Linked DNA regions of Mus musculus: region 1 is linked to region 2. Evidence: chromatin contacts called from public Hi-C data. All regions are on one chromosome and are shown on one strand. The core of a region is the stretch at or near the end of the contact, and the rest is flanking DNA. Distances in the headings are between cores, read along the strand shown.

What was found. A called contact is a pair of places that touch in the nucleus more often than the background predicts.
Region 1: a contact with region 2 is called in a Hi-C map of cortical neurons, with 1.5 times the contacts expected there. The contact joins two enhancer-like sites. A contact is called at or near these places in 7 of 484 Hi-C or Micro-C datasets (the C10 cell line, cerebellar granule neurons, cerebral cortex and 3 more) and 2 of 115 datasets of contacts at active chromatin or transcription factors (embryonic midbrain and pancreatic cancer cells).

Annotation. Positions count from the first base shown.
Region 1 is chr1:177,407,279-177,414,145 of GRCm38.p6, reverse strand. No RefSeq gene overlaps it. Among named protein-coding and RNA genes, the nearest start is that of Zbtb18, 32 kb to the left of the region's middle. Within about 2 kb of position 2,240, at least 28 of the 459 cell types and tissues checked have an H3K27ac peak or open chromatin away from gene starts, as enhancers often do. A contact at or near this core is called in cortical neurons, where this site is marked.
Region 2 is chr1:177,319,494-177,326,320 of GRCm38.p6, reverse strand. The region is part of intron 6 of Gm36904 (a long non-coding RNA gene); the gene reads right to left. Among named protein-coding and RNA genes, the nearest start is that of Gm36904, 65 kb to the right of the region's middle. Within about 2 kb of position 3,845, at least 142 of the 459 cell types and tissues checked have an H3K27ac peak or open chromatin away from gene starts, as enhancers often do. A contact at or near this core is called in cortical neurons, where this site is marked.

The DNA.
Region 1 (6,867 bases), core at 991-3,490, 89 kb before region 2:
AAATTTATTTCCCCAAGTCCTAGAGGCTGGAAAGCCCAAGATCAAGATGCTAGCTTATTGGATGTCCAATGGGGACTCATTCTTCACAGAGGGGAAGGAAAAGGGAGTTCTCTGAGGCATCTTTCAAGAGTGTACTAACCCCACCTACAATGGTGGTGCTTTCGTGACCTAATAATGTCCTGAAGACACCACCTCCAAGTCACATTGAGCTTTTGGATTTAACACACCAGTTTTAGTATAAAAATGGCCAGTCTGAGGTACATATCTGGGAATGGAATAAGTGGATCACAGGCTGACTCTGGGTTAAATGAGTCAGGAGCAAACAGGCTGCTTTTCAGCGACCCTGGACTACTCGCTGTACGTTCTAACCGGAAACATATGATGAGTAAAGTCCAAGGACCTTAATAGTGCTCATACGACACAGTTCTTGGGGCTGGAGAGACGGCTCAGCAGTTAAGAGCACTGATTGCTCTTCTAGAGGTCCTGAGTTTAAATCCCAGCAACCACACGGTGCCTCACAACCATCTGTAATGGGATCCGATGCCCTCTTCTGGTGTGTCTGAAGAGAGTAACAGTGTACTCATATACATAAAGTAAATAAATATATTTTTTAAAAAGGACATAATTCTGATTTGTGCCTACCATTTGAGTTTTCTGTCTAGGAGAGCATCCTGCTTTATCAATACCTCACCAGGTCATAATACCACGGAGAATTAAGCAAGAACTGAACTGGAAGGTTCATCCCAACTGGCTAGTTTTTTTGTTTGTTTGTTTCTTTCTTTCTTTCTTTTTGGAACATGACATACATACTCTCTACTGGAGGAGAACAGTGATAATTAAACCTTGAGCTACAATAATGACTATCCCAGCAAGATATGCCCACAAGTGTTCTAGTTGCACAAATGTTATGGGAATCACCAACTACTTTCTGATTAACTCACAAGGTCCACACTGCAGGAGAAATGCACACCCAGTGTGAATCTGGTAAAAAAAAAAAAAAAAAATCCATGGTTGAAAAATCTCCTACGTCCCAAGGAGAAATCTTTTACTATTAGTTTGCTAAATGGATGTGGTATGCAACTGCTCTCAAAATTCGTGTCTCTGATCTCACCAGAGAAGTTTCTTTGTGCAATGGACACCAGTTAATGTAGAAACTCACAATTGACCAACGTGCAAAGAGTAAGCTTCTGTGGTTTGCTCAACCAGCCACAAATGGAGCATCTAGATTATATAAGTTGCAGGGACCAACACAGAAGAGGGCGTAGATGTGTAAAAGCTAGAGCTCAGGAAGGACTGGTATGAAACAGATTCTGGACACAACAGGACCACATATGCGCTCACAGCAGTTGCCTGCACAGTCCTGTACAAGATCAAGCCAGTCAACCTTCCAGCACGGAGTGGGGAGGGTTTCATGAGCCCTCCCCCTTAGCTGAAGAGCTATTGATAGCTGATAGATTTTTGGTTAGGTGTGGTGGCATACACCCATAACCTCAATACTCCTGAGGCAGAGACAGCATGTTGAAAGTCTACTTGGTGTATAAGTAAGACTATACACACACACACACACACACACACACACACACACACAGAGAGAGAGAGAGAGAGAGAGAGAGAGAGAGAGAGAGAGAGAGAGAGAACAATAATCAACAAACACTGCTTTCCTCCACGGGGGCAATGTAATACACTTTACCTTTAAACTGTGAAACCCCAGTGCTAAATTATTTTCTCCTTCAAGGAAGATGTAATCTCAGATTTAACCAGCACAGCGTTTGCAGGCTTACAATTAAGTCTGTAGAAGCGATTATTATCACCCTTATGGTTACAATCTCCCCCACCAAGCAAAAACCGGAGAAGGGAACACAAAGCCCCACCCAAGGAAGAAGGGAAGCAGGCAGCTAGAGTGAGCCAGGCTGGATTCTAACTTCAGAGAGCCCCATGTGTGCTTGCTATGCTCCCGCGTCTCTCTCACACAGGGACGTTTCCACGTGTCTCGGAGTTGGGCTTTTGCATTTGATTATGCTCAGAGTTCAGTTCTGCCTCATGATCTCTGTTGGCGTTCACACTGAACTTGGCTTTTTCTGGCTGGCTCCATCAAACAATAGAAGTAACCATTTGAAAAGTCCAGCCATGGGAGTGGGGTTTAGAACCACAGCAGCCAAGCTGATGCCCAGGCTGATGCCCAGGCTTGGCTTTCTTTCCGGGGAGGGGGATGCTGCTGGTTGGAGCAGAAGCAGTTCTGGGTGTGAGCAGAATGGAGAGTCTGGTACGGAATGTCTACTGGTGACTTCTGGGCTGGAGTGAGCCTTGAATTAAGTTGGTAATTCAAAGTTGCCATAGAAACCCTGTAGGAATGTCCTAACTTTTTACAGAGTGGATTTCATGCTTAAATGTTAGTCTTTTACATTTAATGGTATACGGAATAGAAGATAAAAATTAGAGAAAGGAAACACACCCCGTCTGAATCTCCTAAGATACTGAGGTCTTCTGACATTGTCACTGTCCAGCTGATGCAGGAAGAGGTGGGTTGCTACCCCTGGGAGCTGTCCAGGAGACTCCGCATGCCTTTGCGTGAATGCTGCATTCTGAAAGGCCCCGCTGTAATTCAGCAAGCCCAGCTTGCACTTGAAGCCAAATGAAATGCAAAGATCTTTTCAGCAGCAAACCTCAACCTCACGGAGGAAAATGCCAGTTAGCTAGCAATTGTGAGAAGTTCCAGCTACTATAATCACCCCTCCCCCACCTCCCATTGGATTTTACCACTCGACACCCGTGAGAAAAACATCGGGAGGCCCTTTTAAAAAATGGTTACATTATCAATTAATCTATAGTATGTTTCAAATAAATATTTCCAGTAAATGGAACAAAACCCAACATTTATATGACTTGCACCTAAATTATCATCATCTCGAAGCAGATGCAGAATGCAAGACAAGGCGGACAATCCACACTGTAATTTGCCCAGTAACATTGTCTTAGATCTAATTAGTGCTTATGCAGATCCTTTACAAAAATGTGAAAACGGCACCAGGATGTAATTGTTTAATGAATTTAGTGCAAAGCACATCTGCATAAATTCCATTTTAGCTGAAAAAACTAAGTTCAACCGCTATTTGCTCCAGAGCCAAAACATTGAGAATTGTGCTCACTGTACTGCTCTGCTGGCTTGGAGATTTCAAATAAATACTACAGAGTTAAAGCCTCCAGCTGCAGACCAGCCCATCTGTAGATGCTCATTATATTTGGCAGTATTCTAGAATGATTGTGCCTTACTGCTCGGACGGGGGCGGGGGGGGGGGGAGAGGAACCAAAAGTTTGTCAAGAAAAAAAATGGGGATATTTGCAATATTTATTACCCAGAAAAAGTTTTGAATCTGACCTTTATCCACTTAGTAAATTTTAAACACCTATTTGTATGGAGCCTTGTATGCAAATTGGAATGATGTTCTTCTCCAACAGTTAGCTGTGGCAGAAAATCATAGAATGTTGAATTTGGACATAAGTTTACTGAAATTGGAATTTGAACCTACCCTTTGCTTTTCTGAGATTTTACTTGACCCATGATCAGGGTTTAATACAAAATTCAGAACAGAGAGAGAGAGAGAAAGAGGACAGGAGGAATCAGGTAAGCTCATTATGTTGTGGTTAGTTGGGGCTGCTCTGAGTTGGTTCTGTTTCTTTCTTCTTTTTGTTGTTGTTGTATTTATTTTTTCATCAGAAATGAACTGTTAAATCAAAACTGCCTTTTCTCTTTGCTAGATCTGATTCAGATGGAGTGGGTGGGGGGCAGGGCTTGTGTATGTGTGCTAGGGAGATGTTGGGGCCTGAGTCAGCAGAATTCTATAAAATGGTAAACTGAATTTGTCCTTATTCACGGCAGTGATCCAGTTTAGGTATAATCAGCCTGAAAGCAGCATGCCCTGGTGTCCTCGCTGAACCAAACAGTATTGTTCTGTCTTTATTTGGTTTCTATGGTAGATCAAGTTTCAGGCAAAGGTTCCTGGGAGACACTCCGAGGAAGAGATGTCTGCAGCACACTCACAGTGAAGTACCTTGGAGGGGTGGGGCCTAGGGCTGTGTAGAAGAAGATGCCTCTCAGAGCAGCAACAGATGCCTCTGACCATGGGTACCTAAGGGCTGGGGGTGTTACTTGATGCTAGGACTGTGTACTGGCTGGTTTTGTGTCCACTTGACACAGGCTGGAGTTATCACAGAGAAAGGAGTTTCAGGTGAGGAAACGCCTCCATGAGACCCAGCTGTAAGGCATTATCTCAATTAGTGATCAAGAGGGAAGGGCCCCTTGTGGGTAGTGCCATACCTGGGCTGGTAGTCTTGGGTTCTATAAGAGAGCAAGCTGAGCAATCCAGCAGAAGCAAGTCAGTAGGTAACATCCCTCCATGGCCTCTGTATCAGCTCCTGCTTCCTGACCTGTTTGAGTTCCAGTCCTGACTTCCTTTGGTGATGAACAGCAGTGTGGAAATGTAAGCTGAATAAACCCTTTCCTCCCCAGCTTGTTTCTTGGTCATGATGTTTGTGAAGGAATAGAAACCCTGACTAAGACAGACTGAACTGAGACAAAAGGGCTGGACCCTATCGCCCCAACTCCTCCTCTCCCCCATCAATCAGGCGTTGGGTGTGCTAGAGAGAGTGTAGGTGCATCTGGGCTCTGTTGAGGGTGGGGTACAGTTCCCTGTGGGGCCGAGGGACACCTGTGAGCTGACTACAACCTATATCCTAGAGGTTGGGTCCAGAGCAAGGACCTTGGCAGTGAATTACCACTCCTATTGCAGTCGCAAAATCCAACCCACTTACTCTGCCTAATAATATTGCCCCAGTTGGGAACAGTGCCTGCAAGAGTCTTGCCATCTCTTTTTCTGGAGAACCTGGAGAGGAAGGTCAGAGGGATGTGTTGAGACCACAGCTACACATCCCTCCATCTCACCCCATCCATCCCACATGACCCTCTCCCTCAGCTGGCACCTGCTCTGCTGGCATAGCTTATGTGCTCTGGTAAACAAACATTGTTCCTCAACCTCTGTAATCCTGTGCTGTGTAAGCTGCGCTTGTTTGCCAGGGGAACATCATCAGAACCTACATGGGTCACCAGGACAGTAAGCACATAATCATTTGCCCCATTACATACCAATAGCTCTACCTCCTGATGATCAGAATACATTTCTCCTGTCAAGATGACGTCTCTTGCCCTTCCTCTATTAGAAGTGAAAACACTTAAGTCTGGAGGTACAAGGTAACCCTTGCTCTGCCCCCTGGTGGAAACATTCTCCTTAGAGCCAAACTTCTAATCTTGCCAAAACTGTTAGTAAGTGGATGGGAAGTGCAAATTGCCCAGGTAGGGCCTCAGGAATAGGGGTGGGACCGTGCCTCCCTCCTATGTTTTGGTTATCATGCCCTTGTATTCCACATGTTAAGGACACAGTGTCATGAAATGGTCATTGACTTAAGGTCCTAGAGATAGGTGTCCCACACTGGCAGCCTATCATCTTCAAGAGGTGTCAAAAACTCCTCCTTGACAAGTTGGTCTCATCTCCCCATCTGATGCTGTAGTCTAGGAAAGATCTGATACTTTCTAATCGTGGTCAAATGCTTTCCCTCATGTCTCTATTGTTGTGAAGTAGGTTGTCTAGTGCAATACAGTGTTCTACAAAGTCTCATGTCAATGACACAAATACCCAGTGGGCCTCCAAACATTGTAGCTGAGGGTCTACATGCTGGAAAACAAAACCTCTATCTGGAATATGCATCAATTCTAATGAATGTAAATCCTTTCTCGTTCCAAGCTAGAACTGTGCAATGTGACCAACTCCTGTCAAATGGCTACTTGTTTTCTCTGAAGGATGGTGCTCCATCCAGGAATTAGTGTTTGCCTCTGGCTTGCAGGTCAAGACACTTATCAGTGGAAATGACCGAGTCAGTCTTGATGAGCACCTGAGTCCACAAGTTCGAGCACCTACAGAGTCTCCGGACTTATGGAAGTAACCACCATGTTTGAGTGCCACCAATTGTTCCAGTACTTAGGTGATCAATGACAAAAGTTGGCTGATACAGCCTGCTGAGTCATCTTAGACAAGATGACTAAGTTTTTGCTAAGTTTTCTGTTCTGCACTAGATGTTCTAATATCCTAGAAAAGGACTCATGCTTGCCTAGGATGAGTGAAGCCCCGAGTTGAGGTCCCGAGTTTTCTCCCCAGAACTGGTTTCAAACTCATGATATTCTTCCTGCCTTGGCCCCTTAAATTCTGAAATTATAGGCAAAAGATGCCGGTTAATGTCCCTGATGTTTAAAGTCTTACTCCTTCTGGGCCCTTGGCCTAGGCTTTTGCCACTGTGCACGGATCCCCACATAAGGCACTTTCCTTTTCTCAAAAGTGGATAATGAAGTCTAAAGCTCTTCATGTTGGGAGGACTTCCCCTTGCCTATTTTTTAAAGTCATTCCTAGGAGGGACTACTATGCAGTCAGTGTATGTGTCAGGCTTGCACTCACACAAACACATATGACTCCTCCATAAATTAAGCCCAGTCTTGTTTTCTTTCCCCCATTGTCCCATAAGGGATGGTGTAACCCTCATTACTCTGCAGACGATCAACCATCACCTCTATGAACTGAGGAAGAGAAGCTAGTGTGAAGCCAATGGTTAACATGGAGACCTGAAACTTTTTTTTGTGCCTGCTTGCCCTGTCCAATTGGGATGTACCGTTGCTGTCTAAAGATGGCTGTTCCCGGGTCCACCTGACCTTATGACTTGATGGATTGGAAAGAACTCAGATTATCATGGACAGTTTGGCCACGTGGTCATTTGATATCCCTTGTTAAGCACTTCATCTCAACCAGGGCCCACTGGCATGCCAAG
Region 2 (6,827 bases), core at 2,596-5,095:
GGGCCAAGCATATTCAAACCACCACAGTGATGCTGATGTTTGAACCCAGTGCCCCATGCCCATTGAGCAGGTGCACTGTCACTGAGCCTCACTCCTAGTCCCAAAAGGTTTTTTGTTTTTTAAGTTATTTGGAAGGATGGTATTTTCAGTTTATAAAATCTCTGAGTTTATTCACTACTTGAACAATTGTTTTTGATAAAGGTTATGTGCTAGGTACTGGGAATACATGACTGAGCTTGATTCAAGTCTCTCCTTGGGAGCTAAGGGGCAAAATGGGCAGACATTAAATACACAAGCACCATTTCCACGGAAAAATTTAACAGACAGATTGCAAGTGTTAATGGGGTCAGAGTCAGAAGGGCCTTGCTGATTCAGGGTTCAGGAGGGCTGTCTAAGAGGGGTCTGCTTAATGTATGAGCAGAGGGAGCTTCCACTTCTGTCCTTTAACTTAAAGATGTTCCACTGGAAGATTAGCTAAAGAGTTTCAAGTTTCATAGCACATGCTAAGGTCTGGAAACCAGGGCCTCCTACGTGCTAACTAAGCACATGCGCCACCACTAAGAGCTACATCCCAGCCCAGAGTTATGGAAACCCTTGCACATACATGTGGCACCGAATGACAAGGGGGATGGCTCGACAGGAGGGATGTCTTCTTTAAAACATTTGACAGTGTGTTACAAATAAAGACCAAAAACATGGGGGCTGGAGAGATGGCTCAGTAGTTAAGAGCACTGACTGCTCTTCCGAAGGTCCTGAGTTTAATTCCCAGCAACCACATGGTGGCTCACAACCATCTGTAATGAGATCTGATGCCCTCTTCTAGGGAGTCTGTCTGAAAACAGCTACAGTATACTTACATATAATAAATAAATAAATCTTTAAAAAAAAAAAAGACAAGAAACATAACTAGAGGTGGTATGCACTGTAGTGGTGCTTCTCTGAACCCGTGGCTTTAATTATGACATAGAATGAAAGCACTGAATATCTCCTTTGATAAGGAAATTAATAACCCTTCCATTTGCTACTCCAGGAGCTCATAGCACTGGTGGGTCTCAAGCTCAGGATGGAAGGGCAAGGTCCTTACACATGTGCCTTATACAATTGCCTATTTGTCAAATGAGTCTTAAATGCTTGGACTTTGCACTCTGCTTGTGTAGAAAAGCAAGATGTTCTTTAACTGTAAAGTGATTACCAAATAAACATTGAGATATTAGTCTAGTTTTCTAAATGTTACCTTAAAAATATTTTTTTATTTTGCGTATATGAATTTTTTTGCCTACATGTATATGTATATGAGTGCCACATGCATGCCTGGGACCCAAGGAGCCCAGAAGAGGGTGTTGGAGTCCACAGAACTAGAATTATAGAGTTGTAAGCAGCCATGTGCATGCTAGAAACTATACTCAAGTCCTCTCGAAGAGTAGTGAATGCTCTTACCTTCCCCAGCCACAAGCAATTGCCTTTTTATCTAACACTTTGCATGTGGTAGCTCATAGTTCCTGGAACAGACACCTCTCATATTAACAATATTTAACATTCCCCAGAAAGAGAAAGAGTGTGAGTTTGTTTGGTATGTTTTATTGGAAAGGGACCCTAAATCAAGTGGTTTGTGTGTGTGTGGGGGGGGGAGGGGGTCTGGGTCTGGGTCTGGGTCTGGGTCTGTCTGTCTGTCTGTCTGGCAACACAACTTTCCAGCTAAGGGAACACATAAACTCTGGAATTAATGCTTCCTGCATAATCATTGCAGAAGTATGAAGCACAAGTTTCTGAGACCAAGGACTATGCTAGTCACCAGCGACAGAGAAGGTCCTAGCCACCTCTGCTGTGTTTACAAACGCTGTCCCACTAACCATCTCCTTCCAACCATCACCCTTTCTGGTATTTTAAACGGAACCAAAGCTTAGCAAAGTACCATAGACTAGGTAAGGTGCTGGGTTCGGTGAATCTCAAAGGAAGAAAGCCTGGGGGTTGGGGGAAACTGGGAAGGAAAATAAGAACAAGAGGGAGTCTGGGTTCCCTCTGCAGATTCTAACTGTACAGAGTAGGGAGTTAGAGAATTTTTGTCAGGATCATTGTTAAGTCATTGCAAATTGGGACCTATGGCTAACAGTCTCTTCAAAGCCCACCCCCACCCCACCCCCTTCCTCGACTTTCCCTAAGCACTATTCTGTCTTGACCCCACCCATCTCCTCCAGGCCACAAGCAGAACCTCACATTACTTTCCTAATCCTAACATGAGTCTCAGACTCTTTTAACCACTTTTAAATGGTTGTAGAGTTAAATAATAAATGTATAAGCCGGGCGTGGTGGCGCACGCCTTTAATCCCAGCACTCGGGAGGCAGAGGCAGGCAGATTTCTGAGTTCGAGGCCAGCCTGGTCTACAGAGTGAGTTCCAGGACAGCCAGGGCTATACAGAGAAACCCTGTCTCGAAAAAACAAACAAACAAACAAACAAACAAACAAAAACAAAAAACAAAAAAACCCAAACAAACAAAAAAATAAATAAATGAACAAAACGGGAAAAATGCCTTCACTCCTCTTTTTGAGAACAAACAAGCTTAGACAGGGCCCATAGGCCTTCGAGAGCCCTCTGTCTTTTTGTGCGTGGGAAGACATCACCAAGCCAGGAGAAAGGAAGTCACGAGTTCTGGCTCCAGGCTCAATTCCAGCATGGTGGTGTGTTTTGTGCCTTCAATTAGGAGTAGGGTTACCTCAAACTTCACCATCTACAAATATTTAATTGCCCAGACTCACAGGCCTGAGATAGTAGGTTTTGAGAGGGATCAAATTCCAGCAAAAGGGAAATGTGTTGTTTGGGATTCTTAACAAGGTCCCACCAATGACCAGTTTATCTCCTGGCTTCTACAAACACCATGAAGACTCTCTTTTGTTGTTGTTGTTGTATTTTGTTTTGTTTTTTTTACTTCTTCTAACAACTCGCTGTTAAATTAGCCGTGTCTAGGTAGTTTCATATTACAATCTTCTGAAATCCTCAGTCCTGGAAGGACTAAACCAGGGAAGCAACTGTGTAAACTCAGAGGACTATTCAAGGGCCAAAGCCGGTTCTGTGTGCAGAAAAGCTGCCTCGATGCGCTTCTGTGTCAGCTGCTCAGCCGCTCTGGGCTGGGACCGAATACATGGGAGGCAACAGTGCCCCTTCCTCAGACTACAAATGAAAAGCAAGCCCAGGACGTAGCTGTTTAGGAATGCCCGCGTTGCGATGCGTATTTACCACGGCCCTGCTTAAGCCTCGCTGCGACGCGTTCACAATATAAACAGGAAGGATTAGAGTGACCCGCGTCCCCAAAGACTGCGGCAGCCCGGGAAAAGCTCCGGTTACCTTGCATCCTGCGCAGCCTGCCCCTTGATGACAAATGCCCCAGATTCGAGCATTCTTTTGTAGTTCATGGGAAAGCAAGCTAATCCGTGCAAGCCCGCCCGCACATAGCCCTGTTCCATTCAGCGCTCCCGCACAATGCGCTCTCTGCGCGCCCGGCAGCCCGCAGTCGCAGCTCCTCCATCGCGACCTGGCCCGACCCGCGCCACGGGTTTTGCTGCTTCCCCTCCACTTGCGCGACTGCTCCCCACCCTCTTGGCAGCGGCGTGGGAAAGTCTGCAAGTGGGGGGGGGGGGGTTTGTGGACAACAAAACAAACCAAACAAACCAAAAAAAACAAGACATGCCGGGCTGCTGACCTCACTTCAAAAACTTAGGCTGACCTCAGTGTTCACCTACCCCCAGACCCCCTTTAAACTTTTCCATCCATTCCCACTCCTTCCCATTCCTTTGCATTATTAGTTCATTAGCTCGCCCCACCCCCACCCCCGCCCAAACTCAGGGCCTTGTGCTCAACCATCTAGCCACACCCCTACCCCTGCGTTAGTGCTCTCAATAAGCCAGGCCATGAGAGCTTTTCTGGAGCGAGGAAATCATCACGGTATCTCTGTGAAAGAGGTACATTTCACAGAAGAGGGAACTGAGGCACACATGAGTCCAGTGGGTACTGAAAATGGAAGCAGGCTCCTAAGGGCATGCCTTTCACCCTTAAGCTACAGGTTGCTTTGACTGTCACACACAGATCAATCCCAACACACACAGATCAATTCCAACCCTCAGCCACTGTCAATCTGCAGGAACACATCCGGGTTTCCGTCTCAACAGCCTCCTTCAGAGAGAAGGAGGTCACATGCCAATCCAAAACCGCATAGGCCCACGGGTTGAGTCACTGCTCACTGAAGCATTTGTCACCAGAAAAAGAACAGCTTGTCTAGGCTGGACATCCTGCTCAGTGAGTGCCACTGCTTCCACCTGCTCCAGGTTTCCCCAAGGGAGCTCCCTCCATAAAGAAGTTGCAACTGTTAGCTGTAGCCCAGCAAAATGGAGCAATCTATGATCCCAGCTACAAGAGAGGCGGAGGTGAACAGCCAACTAGGCAGGCCTTAGGCAACACAGCAAGACCCTCACTGGCACTCAAGCTGAGCTTTCAAAAACAAATCAAGCTCAGCATGGTGGCACAAGTCTAAATCTCTGCACCAGGGAAGCTGAGGCAGGAGAATTGGGAGTTCTAGGTCAGCTGGAGAGAGAGACCCTGTCTCAATAAAACAACAAAGTCATGAGCTGTCTGCCATAGCCCTGTTTTCATTTCTGTGGATGAAAGGAGGTTGCTCTCAAGAAGTCTGTTGATTGGCCTCAGGGTCCTGGAAAATGCCTGAGGTAGCCCATGTACCTGAGCATAAACGAAGAGTACAGGTCAGGATGAAGCTGCATTCAAAAATCCAGAAAGCCCGTGTAGACGTTGAAGGGGATGCTAGAAAACTATGCTGAGTATACTGAGGGCCAGCACAAGTTCATACATGATTACAGAAATGAAATTCAGAGGCACACTCAAGGCCCAGCAACACACACACACAATTTAAACAACAAAAAGATTTCAAATCTTACCTTTGAGGGAAGAAAGGAAAGCTAATAATATCCAGGCTACCCTTAAAGCTTTGATTTTATTATTGAGCCTGGGCATGATGTGCGTGTGGGGTGTCATGGTGTCATGTGGAGGTCAAGGGACAGCTTTGTGGATTTGGTTCTTTCTTTCTACTCTTATGTGGATGCCAGGGATCACACTCAGGTTGCCAGACTTACCCATCAAGTGCCTTTCCCCACTTCATGTGTAGGCATGATCACATACAGGGTTTCATATTCACCTGTGTGTGTGTGTGTGGGGGGGGGGGGGTGTCCATGTAATTGGCAACAGTAGAAGGGTTTCTGAACCCAGAATGACCAAAAATGAATTAAAAACCAAACCATAACAAAGTCAAAGCATTTCCTGAAGCAGTTGCTCACTGAGTATCATATGACATCCCTGCAGCCTTGGTTATAAATACGGAACAAGGGCACTTTGCACCACGCATGCCCTCATTCCATACAGTGTCAGTAAACACTACCCAGAACACCTCAGCTTAGACTTGACATTAGGTTATGAATTTAGGTTATGAATTTCAGTGTATTTGCTGTAAACACAAAGGTTTCTGCTCTTGTAGTAACTTAATGGTGTAATTATGGGGATAAAGTTTTAATATTTTCCTCAGCATGTATCACATTAGTATTGTCTCATTTTTGTATTGTGTTGTTAGAATGTTCAATTGTAAAAATTGCCATTTAAAGGCTGAGAAGATTGCTCATCAATAAAGTGCTTACCTTATAAGCAGGAGAATATAAGCTCAAAGGCATATTTATTAAAAAGCTGGACATGGGGGTATTTGCTTGTAATCCCAGTACATGGGAGGTAGAGACAGGATATCTGGTCTCACTGGCCAGCCAGTCTTGCCTATTTGGTGAGTTTCAGGCCACAGAGAGACCTAGTAGGGAAACAAAATGAGGGGGTGTGCTTAATGACACCCACATTTGTACTTTGACCTCCACAGGCACATGCATGTGCATCGGCGCACGCACGCGCGCACACACACACACGCGCATACACACACATTCCTGTTTGAGTTACTGCCTTGAATTCACAACAAATCACTAAATGAATTTTGGCTTGTGATTAGGACAGAATGTCTAGCAGTTCCTGAAATGGCTCTAAGCATACTTCTGCATTTTTTGTACAATGTATTCATGAGGAGTGGTATTCTTAGTATTGACAATTATAAAATCAAAATATTGATCAGCTCTAAAAATGTTGCAGAGAGGCTGGGGAGATGGTTGATAGTTAAAAGTCCTCACCATAGAAGTGCAAGGACCAGAGTCAGGTCTACAGCTATCCCAGGCGGCTGAGGCAGCCTCTGGAATTCCAGCTCTGCAAGGTGGAGCCCTCCAGAGCAAATGGGCTGCCAGAGGAGCTATGTCTCTGAGCTTCTGGTTTGATTGACAGACCCAGCCCTAACAAGTAAGATGGACGAGCTATTCTTACCATCAACCTAGAGCTTCCACATATGCACACATGTGTACACACACACAATTGCAAGCACATATAAATGTGTAATTGCACAAGTGTGTGCCCCTACAAATGCAAAAGCCTTCATACACATGAAAAAATAGAAAAAAATAGAATTAAAAATTTTGACAGTTTTCTGTCCCGCAGTATTCAGCCAAGATTTCAAACTTTATGTAAAAATAAATAAGTACTAGTATGCAAACTTTCATCTTTAATAAACAATAAAGTTATATTTATACCAGAGAATTGTTTGAAAGTAAATTTCTTTAGGAGCTATTGGCAGTAAATTTTTGATTTGCATACCCATTTTATACACCCACTTTCCCAAGGCTTTCTAAAAAAAATTCTCAAAATCTTCTAAAAAGGAGTTGTGAACAGAAAAAGTTTAAGATCTGT